Regions from separate parts of the Mus musculus genome. Here region 1 is linked to region 2. The links are chromatin contacts, called in public promoter capture Hi-C maps. All regions are on one chromosome and are shown on one strand. The core of a region is the stretch at or near the end of the contact, and the rest is flanking DNA. Distances in the headings are between cores, read along the strand shown.

The links. Capture Hi-C pulls out chosen DNA fragments and counts their contacts.
Region 1: a promoter capture Hi-C map of adipose tissue shows a contact between it and region 2. The contact joins two enhancer-like sites. A contact is called at or near these places in 6 of 39 promoter capture datasets (cranial neural crest, embryonic stem cells, frontonasal cranial neural crest and 3 more), 1 of 15 datasets of contacts at CTCF or cohesin (embryonic stem cells), 3 of 484 Hi-C or Micro-C datasets (LSK cells, cortical neurons and nephron progenitors), 2 of 115 datasets of contacts at active chromatin or transcription factors (embryonic forebrain and extraembryonic endoderm stem cells) and 3 of 9 other capture datasets (adipose tissue, liver and pancreatic islet).

Annotation. Positions count from the first base shown.
Region 1 is chr12:21,276,216-21,280,645 of GRCm38.p6, forward strand. It overlaps Itgb1bp1 (integrin beta 1 binding protein 1), which reads right to left. Exons shown (of 7, transcript NM_008403.5): 2 at 3,185-3,315; 3 at 605-683. The coding sequence starts at 3,256. Among named protein-coding and RNA genes, the nearest start is that of Itgb1bp1, 7.9 kb to the right of the region's middle. Within about 2 kb of position 1,371, at least 5 of the 459 cell types and tissues checked have an H3K27ac peak or open chromatin away from gene starts, as enhancers often do. A contact at or near this core is called in adipose tissue, where this site is marked.
Region 2 is chr12:21,096,152-21,100,485 of GRCm38.p6, forward strand. No RefSeq gene overlaps it. Among named protein-coding and RNA genes, the nearest start is that of Asap2, 13 kb to the right of the region's middle. Within about 2 kb of position 1,975, at least 13 of the 459 cell types and tissues checked have an H3K27ac peak or open chromatin away from gene starts, as enhancers often do. A contact at or near this core is called in adipose tissue, where this site is marked.

The DNA of each region.
Region 1 (4,430 bases), core at 121-2,620, 180 kb after region 2:
TGAAAATGATTCCAACATTTTAACATCTAGAGGTAAAGATAATTTTAAGTGCCAATATTATTTTAGGTAAAATAAAAATGAATACAGTTTATTTCCAATTACTAGCTAATTATGGAGCTCAGCTAGGAGTCTAATTTCTAAGAAGCAACTAATTTGAGGTGACTGTATAACTGCACAGGGACACACATCCTCATTTCCTATGTGTCTGCTGGTCATCTCAACTAGGGTATCTGGAGGCAGCCCGCAAGGTTAATGGTTCCTAAATCCTTCACCACTAACACATCTGATCCGTTCCCATAAACATTAAGCCCAAGTATAATTCTGTCTCTGCTCCCCTACCTATTATAAAGCTGTTTTGGAACTGCTAAGTCACTGTCATGGGATGTTTCAAATGCTTGCTCTCAGACCCACTGTGAACACTGCCTAAGTGCCTACCACACAGCACCTTCACCCATCTCACCAAACTGTGGTGCATTTCTGAAATTTCCAGAAGTGGCAGAGGAGAGGGAGAAAAACCAGACCAGGAGACATCGCTCTAACCTACCACACAAAACACTGAGTAAACCCAACATCAGTCACCAAGTCACCCAGCCCCTCCTCATACCTGAGCTTTTAGTGGAGTCTGTATCGAGGCTGGCGACAGTGCTGGATCTTGAAAGTCCTCCAAGGCTGGAATCCACAGACTGAGAAGAAAGACAGTAAGACATGTCTTCTCTGATGCAAATTACTTATGACACAAAATCTGGTCAATAATTCAAGCAGACTGACTGCGGCTAAAGACATTTTCTTTTTTTTTTTTTAATGTATGTGAGTACATTGTGGTTCTTCTCAGACACACCAGAGGAGGGCCTCAAATCCTATTACAGATGCTTGTGAGCCACTATGTGGTTGCTGGGAATTGAACTCAGGACCTCTGAAAGAAGAGCCAGTGTTCTCAACTTCTGAGCCATCTGTCCAGCTCGGCTAAAGACATTTTCGACAGCCAACTTCAAAATGTGACAGGTGCTCTTGCAACCACATACCAGATGCAGATAATGTATGTGATATTGGCATCTTCAGGCTGAGGCTGAACGTTAAGTCCCCTCCCCGACTCTGCCTTACACTGAAGTCTCCATGAACGCCTCTTCTTGCTTTCCTATTATTTCCATGGAACCTCAAAAGAACCATGTGCAGAAAGACAGACATTGAGCAATGTCTCTGTCTGAGAAGTGAAGAGAAGCCAGGAGATCCCCCCCCCCATCCCTAATCTGGCCCTCTGCAACTCCTTCCTCTTGTTTCTGCCACAGCAGGCTCAGGGATATTAGCAGATGGCATGGCTGTCAATGTGAACAGAACAACAAATCTGGTGACCAAGATAAAACTATGTAAGTAGTTCTAAGGGATAAATGTGTCATTCCTTTCCTTAGAAATGCCATTCTGTGAAAACCCTGACTCAGAAGGGGAGTGTTTCATAAATCCGTTGGCACTGCCAGGCAATATTCAAAAAATCTGGTAAAGGGAGGGAGCTTAAGCAATCTTGCTGTGAAGGAAATACTAAACACAACAACAAACCCTAGACTCCAAGACATCTCACCCCTCAATGCCTGCAATTTCTGTCATTTAAATATTGTATGGGCTAGTGAAATGATGCAATTCTTCAAGAGGACCTGAGTTCAGGTCCCAGCTCAGAACCCACCATAAGTCCAGCTTCAGGGCTCCAGTGCCTTCTTTTAGACTTTGTAGGCAACCACATTCATCTGCATATAACATCCCTCGTATATATGTACAGATAACTAAAAATAAACCTTAAAAATTTAATTAAATAAAAAAATGAGACCCAAGCATGGTGCCCCTAGCACTTGGACTGGGAAGAATCAGGGGATAACGGTTCTGCCCTGCTATAGGAGACCATGCTGTGAAGTAAGACTAGCCTGAGCTACCTGGAACCCTATCTGGAGGAGGAGAAGAAAAGAGGCTATATATTGTGGGCAGTGGACCGTGCCATCAGACAGAAAACTCGGTACGGTCAGGTGGAGTCAGAAACCCCAGTATCCTCATACCTGAGGACCGTAGGTGTTTCATTTACTCCCAACCAGGTTCCTATCCCGGAACATGTGACCACAACACGCCATGGAAAGGACTGTGACAATCAGTCTGAAGTCTCTCTGCATGCAGATGAGGCATCCTTAACATCCACGACCAAGCCAATAGAAACCTCTGCTCTTAGATCCCAACCCACCCCAAAATGTATAAAAGATCCTGTCCACAAGGGATAAAACACACGAACTTCATTTCAAAGACCTTCTGAGAGCATCTGTCATAGAGAGCTGTAACACTTTGGGGAAGGGAATTCTCTGCTGGAAACTGCTCCAACCTACTGCAGTCACTTCCTGCTTGGTGGCCCCCAAGCCCTGCTGCCCTGCAGAGTAGCTACATTGACTCCAGAGCAGTGGAGGCAGTGGTAGAGACTGGCCTTGATCTGACTCTCGCTCCCCTTTGGAGAGCACAACTCTTTGGCCGCTTAGGCAGGGCCAGAGCCCCGCAGATCCCCTCAGCTATCGTTCGGAACAGAGTGGCAATATATGGGTCATTGAGATGGGTTTAAAGGTAAGAGCACTTGTTGCCCAAGTCCTACAACATGAGTTCAATCCCCATATGCACATGGTGGAAGCCTAGAATTAACTCCTGCCAGTGTCCCTCTGACCTCCACAAACCATATAATGTGCCTCAATCCCTCAAATAAATGTTTTTTAAAAGTTTTTTTAAAAAATGTTAAATCAGGGCTAGGGAGATGGCTCAGCAGTTAAGAGCATTGTGTACTCTTCTAGAGATCCTGAGTTCAATTCCCAGTAATGACATGGTGGCTCACAACAATCTATACTGGGATCTGATGCCCTCTTCTGGCATGCTGGCATACATGCAGACAGAGCACTTATATACATAAAATACAATTTTAAAAATTGTTAAATCAGGGTGTTTTAACAAGACCACTCATAGCTTTAGTCCCACTTGGTGGAATTTAAAAATTTCAGAAATATACCAAAACAATAAAATTAGAACAAACATGGAGTGGTTAAGTAGTGCAAAAACAGGCATTATAGGCAGGTAGGGTGAAGACTCTGGGTCTGGCCATGTACACTGTGCGGAGCCAGTTAGGAGAGGCATCGTCAGTGCTCTGTGCGTCTGTCCCACCCTGGCCTCTTACCTTGCTCTTTGTACTGATTTCACTGCTCTGGGAACTGCTGCTGCTGTGTCTCTTCTTGCCTTTGCGAAACATCTTTCACCATAGCTCGATCCAGAGAAGATGCCGCAGTGGAACAAGTGTTGTTTCCAGGACTGTCAAGAAAAGCAACATCAGCTGGGTAGTGGCGCATGCCTTTACTCCCAGCACTCGAAAGACAGAGGCAGGCAGATCTTAGTGAGTTCCAGGTCAGCATGATCTGCAGAGTAAGTTCTAGGCCAACCAGGGCTACATAAACCCGTCGTCAAAAAAGAAAAAGAGAAAAAAAAAAAAAAGCAACAGCAGCCGGGCATGGTGGCGCATTCTAGAACAGCCAAGGCTACACAGAGAAACCCTGTCTCCAAAAAAACAAAACAAAACAAAACAAAACAAAACAAAAGAAAGAAAAGAAAAGAAAAGAAAAGAAAAGAAAAGAAAAGAAAAGAAAAAAAAAGCAACAGCAGACTTCCAGAGCACAAACAGAAACCATCAGCCCTTTCCACATCTGTGGGTGTGTTCCTTTTCCTTCCCTTGGATGCACTCTTTTTCATCCTTTTCCTCTATTAAATTATAAAATGCTGCTCTGGGAATGAGGCTCTGTGGCTTAGCACTTGACTAGCAATGTGTGAGCACCTGGCTTCAAACCCTATTGCTCTCTTAAAGATTTTTCAGACGTGGCTGGAGAGATGGCTCAGCAGTTAAGAGTGCCTGATGCTCTTTCAGAGGACCCGAGTTTGGTTCTCAGTGACATCAGGTGGCTCGCAACCACCTGCAGTTCTAGCTCCAGAAGATCCCGTTGTACTTTTCTGGTTTCTGATGGCACCTACATGACTGTAGTACGTACACACACACACACACACACACACACACACACACACACACACACACAAAATTTATACACCAGGGCAGGAGAGTTGGCAGATTGGTTAAGAGCAGTTGCTCTTATAGTGAGCCTGGGTTAGGTTGCCAGCCTTTCACAGCAATCTGTGACTCTAGTTCCAAGGGATCTGATTGTAACCTCCCCCCTCCCCAGCCTGAAATCAGGCTGGTGAGGCTTGACTGTTATCACCAGATCATCAGGTGTGGAGCCTGCCACCCTATCGTTCTGCCACTCCCACTGCCACTACCTGCCGCCCGGAGTATACACGTGGTCACCTGCAGCTGGACTCCAAAGATGATTTGGCGGGAATGGGCCCCTCCCCCTTCTTTATAACCCCGTGTTCTGAATATT
Region 2 (4,334 bases), core at 725-3,224:
ATGCAAACCTTCTTGAAGTGGTTTGGTGACTTTCCATGAGCAGACAACCTGAGTTTGATCCTGTGACCTAAATTATGGGAAGATAGAACAACCAATTCCTGCAAGTTGCCCTCTGACCTCATGCTAGGGCAAATGCACACTCCCTTATATGTATGCTCCTTCCCCTCCCCTTCCCAAACACTAATTGTGTAATGATAAATAAAGCAGGAACTGGGGCTGAAGAGATGGCTCAGTAGTTAAGAGCAATGACTGCTCTTCCAGGGGTCCTGAGTTCAATATCCAGCAACCACATGGTGGCTCACAACCATCTGTAATGGGGTCTGATGCCCTCTTCTAGTGTGTCTGAAGACAGCTACATTGTACTCATATGCATACAATAGACACACCTTTAAAAAGAAAATAAAGCAGGAACTTAATGAGGAAATGCCTGAGTCAATAGACTATGGTTCAATCTCTGGGTACAAGCAAGGTTGGAGGAGAAGTGAGGCAGCACAGTCAGGCATTCTGGGCCATGAAGGATCTCTTAGAGCATATTGAAGAATTTAGGGTTTATTCGTAGACTGTAGGGAGACCCTGGAAGATTCTGAGCCGCTTAAAACTACATTTGCTTTTTAGAAGGATCACTATGGGAAAGAGTCTGGCACCCAGTAAAGAGGGTGATTAGAAAGTTGATTAACCCAGAGATGGGAAGATTTATTATAAAATAACACTTGCAGATGAGGAGAGACCTAAATGGATAAGGGCACAGTGGGAAATGAGGGCTCAGGACCACAGTGCCCGCGGATAATAAACTGAAATACCCAATCCAATGACACGTGGATTCGTTGCCAACTGATTGTCATTAGTTGAAGAGGAAGAGCCCGGAAAGTGGTGCTGAAGCTTCTGCTTAGATAATTAGAGGGAGAAGAACAAAGACAGTGAACCCTGGGCAAGAGAAGCGTCCACTCCCTGTGGGTTGGCAGCCACTGGGACCTCTGTGAAAGTGAGCATGTTTTACTGCCCAAAGTAGTTAATCTGACAAGGGTCCTGTTGAAGTCAGGGATACCATTACTGTGCTGAAACAAGCATGACCAAAGCAACTTGGGGGAGAAAAGGGCTTATTTGTCTTAGGCTTCCACCTCACAGTTCATCATCAAGGGAAGTCAGAACAGGAACTTGAGCAGGGAGAAACCTGGAGTAAGGAGCTGATGCAGAGGTCATGAAGGAGAGAGTGCTAGTTATTGGTTTGCTCCTCCTGGCTTGCTCAGCCTGCTTTGTTATAGAACCCAGGACCGCAGGCCAGAGATGACAGCACCCACAATTGGCTGGGCCCTCCCCAACCTAATTATGAAATTGCCTTAATTTCTTTATTAAGAAAATGCATTACAGCTGGATCTTATGGAAGCATTTTCTAAATCTAGATTTCTCCACTCAGATGACTCTAGCTTGTGTTAAGTTGGCATAAAAGTATCCAGGACAGGATCTGTAGGATCAGACTTCAGACAAGTGAGAAGCCTGCTTATATGGGCTGTTAGTCCCCTGAGACATGAAGGATGGAGGTTACTCCTGGCTTGCCATCAGTGCTCTTCCTGGTTCACAGTAGTGAGCAGCATCTTCCAGGGATGCTGCTTGTTCCTAAAAGCTTCAGGCTGGATTGCTGTGTCATCTTTTTTGGAACAAGGAACAAAGACCACATTGATCAGCTGGCAACCCTGCTGTCAAATCCCTTGGTCTTGGCCTTGCTGGGCTCCCGTCTCCAGCTAATTACTCAGAGGGACCCAGAGAGCCTGCCTAACCAGACATTTCTACAGGTCTGGCCCATGCAGGGACCTTCTTTGCCACACTCAGGGGTCCTACCCAGGGGTGGGTTCAGGGCATGACCCTGGGGAGGCTGGGAGCCCCTAGGAAACTTTGACCAGGACAGGAGCTAGCTGCTTCTTCGTTCACTTCTTGGCACTAGTATGTGGGACTCAGCAACATGCAATGCAGAGTCAGCCAGTGAGATCAGCATTGGCTGTGAAGCCCAAGCTGAGTGGGAGAGGTCAGGAGAGAGAGGAGAGGAGTACTGGAACAAACAGAACCAGAATGTAACCCGGTTTTTCAAGCACTAACAGGAAAGAGAAAGTTTGGGGGCAAAGTGCCTGGCTCCCCACTGCTGTCTGGGAGGATTATGCCCAACCCTCAGGCTGCTAGAGTTAGTTTTCCAAGCAAATCAAAAAGACTCAGGAAAACAATCTATAAGCTTTTTGCAAAGAAGGCCCCCCACAGGGCATCAGACACTAGGAATCCCACTGTACTGAGAAAATAGTCTGTAGGGACTAGGTCCCCTCTGTGATTTCGGCATTGCTTCCACTTACAGGTAGCTCAGATTCCTACAAGCAAATCCCTCTGCCTCAAACACATACCAGGAGAGCAAAGGAGTGATCCAAGCATGGATATTAGACACTTTCAGCTCCACTGGGAACGCTTTTGGTCTTAAAAATATTTCTCATTATCTTTGTGTGAGCATGCACTAGTGTGGAAATCAGAGGGCACTCTGCAGGACTTGGTTCTCTCTTCTACCATGTTGGTTCTGAGAACTGAACTTAGGTCACCAGGCTTTGTGGCAAGTGTTTTTCCCTACTTTTTGGCCATGTTTATTCTCGAGTCATTATTTTGTAGACGGATCCTCAGAGGTTTGCTGGATTGTGGGCTCTGGAATGGGCTCACTGCTCACTTACCTCCAAGAATGACCCCATGCCTGCTTACACTCATAAAGAAATTCCCAACACTCTGGCTTTGAGCTTCTCCACCTAACTGCCACATAAAGCTTCCGAATTTTGTTTGATGGAAAATCCTGGAAATCCTATTAAGCATACAAGCTACCTGAGCTCCTCTCCTGAAGACTAATTTTAAAGGTCTAAATAAGGCCTCCCAGAATCTAGATTTGGAAAATGAGGTCAGGGCAAGTGTACTTACTGGGCAAGCATGACTTGAGTTCAAAGCCTAGCACACATGTGGAGAGGAATTTTAATTCAGCAGCATGGCAGCTCTGGCACGGGATCACATCCAAAATATGATAATGGCTTGGACCATGGTCATTGCAACCATAGCCCCAGTAGGTGAGAAAAGATGCTGAGGACTGTACCTATGGCAACCCAGGAGTGGAGAGGCCTAGGCTAGCCGTGAGAAAAGACACAGCATTCTGAACAGGTGGAGAGGGGAGGTTTTACTGGACTATTCTGTGTGTTGGAGTTTATAGCCCATCCTTGGATAATACTTCTGAAATAACGTGGGGCTGCTGTTGATGGAATGAATCCCGAAGTGAGCACCCACATGGCAGTTCACAACTGTCTGTAACTCTAGCTCAAGGAGATCGGACATCCTAACACAGACATTCATGCAGGTGAAATACCAGTGCACTAAAATGAAAACGAGTATTTTCTTTAAAAAAAAAAGAAAACTATTGTAGAAAAATGAAGAAAAAAGATAGACATGAGCTCTCAACTGCTGGTCATGGTGGGGTTTTTTTTCTCAGCAATAGGAAGTAACTAATATGACTGCTGTCCTTATGAAAGGAGAAATGTGGAATGCTTGCCCAGTTCCAACTAGGCTGTCCTCTCATTCTGTGGTCTAACAATTCCCATGTTCCCTTACCAGACCTTCCCTTATATTTGTTCTATCTTCATCTACTTATCCAGCTAATCTTATCTTCTAGTATCTGTCTCTATTAACTACAGATCTCCTGTATGACAATCAATCTCTGTGATATCTTCTTCTATGATCTAGACCTGTAATCTATTTCATCTGCATTTTAGTTTTGTTTTATTTTTAGTTTTTCAAGACAAGCTTTCTCTGAATAGCCCTACCTATCCTAGCACTCAGTATTTAGATCAGGCTGGCTTTGAACTCACAAACATCCTATTGACTCTGGCCCCTGAGTACTGTGGTTAAAGAATCAGGCTATCATGCTCAGCTACTTTATTTATCTATTCTCTTTGTTATCTACCTAGCTCTGTCTTCTCTTTTCTTACCTCTTCATCTGCCGGTCATGTACCTTATTATTCCCTATCATCTATAGATAGTATTGTATCTGTCATCCATCTCTCTTCTCTTGTCTTTTACCTATCACCTGAATCATTATTTTCTATCATCTTCTCTATCTATCTATCTATCTATCTATCTATCTATCTATCTATCTATCTATAATTTATCTACCAATCTATCTATCTGGTAAACTGTCTTCTATTATTCACCACTATCATCTATAATCTATATTTGTCAACCATTATCTACTTTCCTATTTTGTGGTATTGGGGATGAAACCAGGGTTTCCTGGGTAAATGTATTTATTTATTCATCTATCTCTTTTCGTA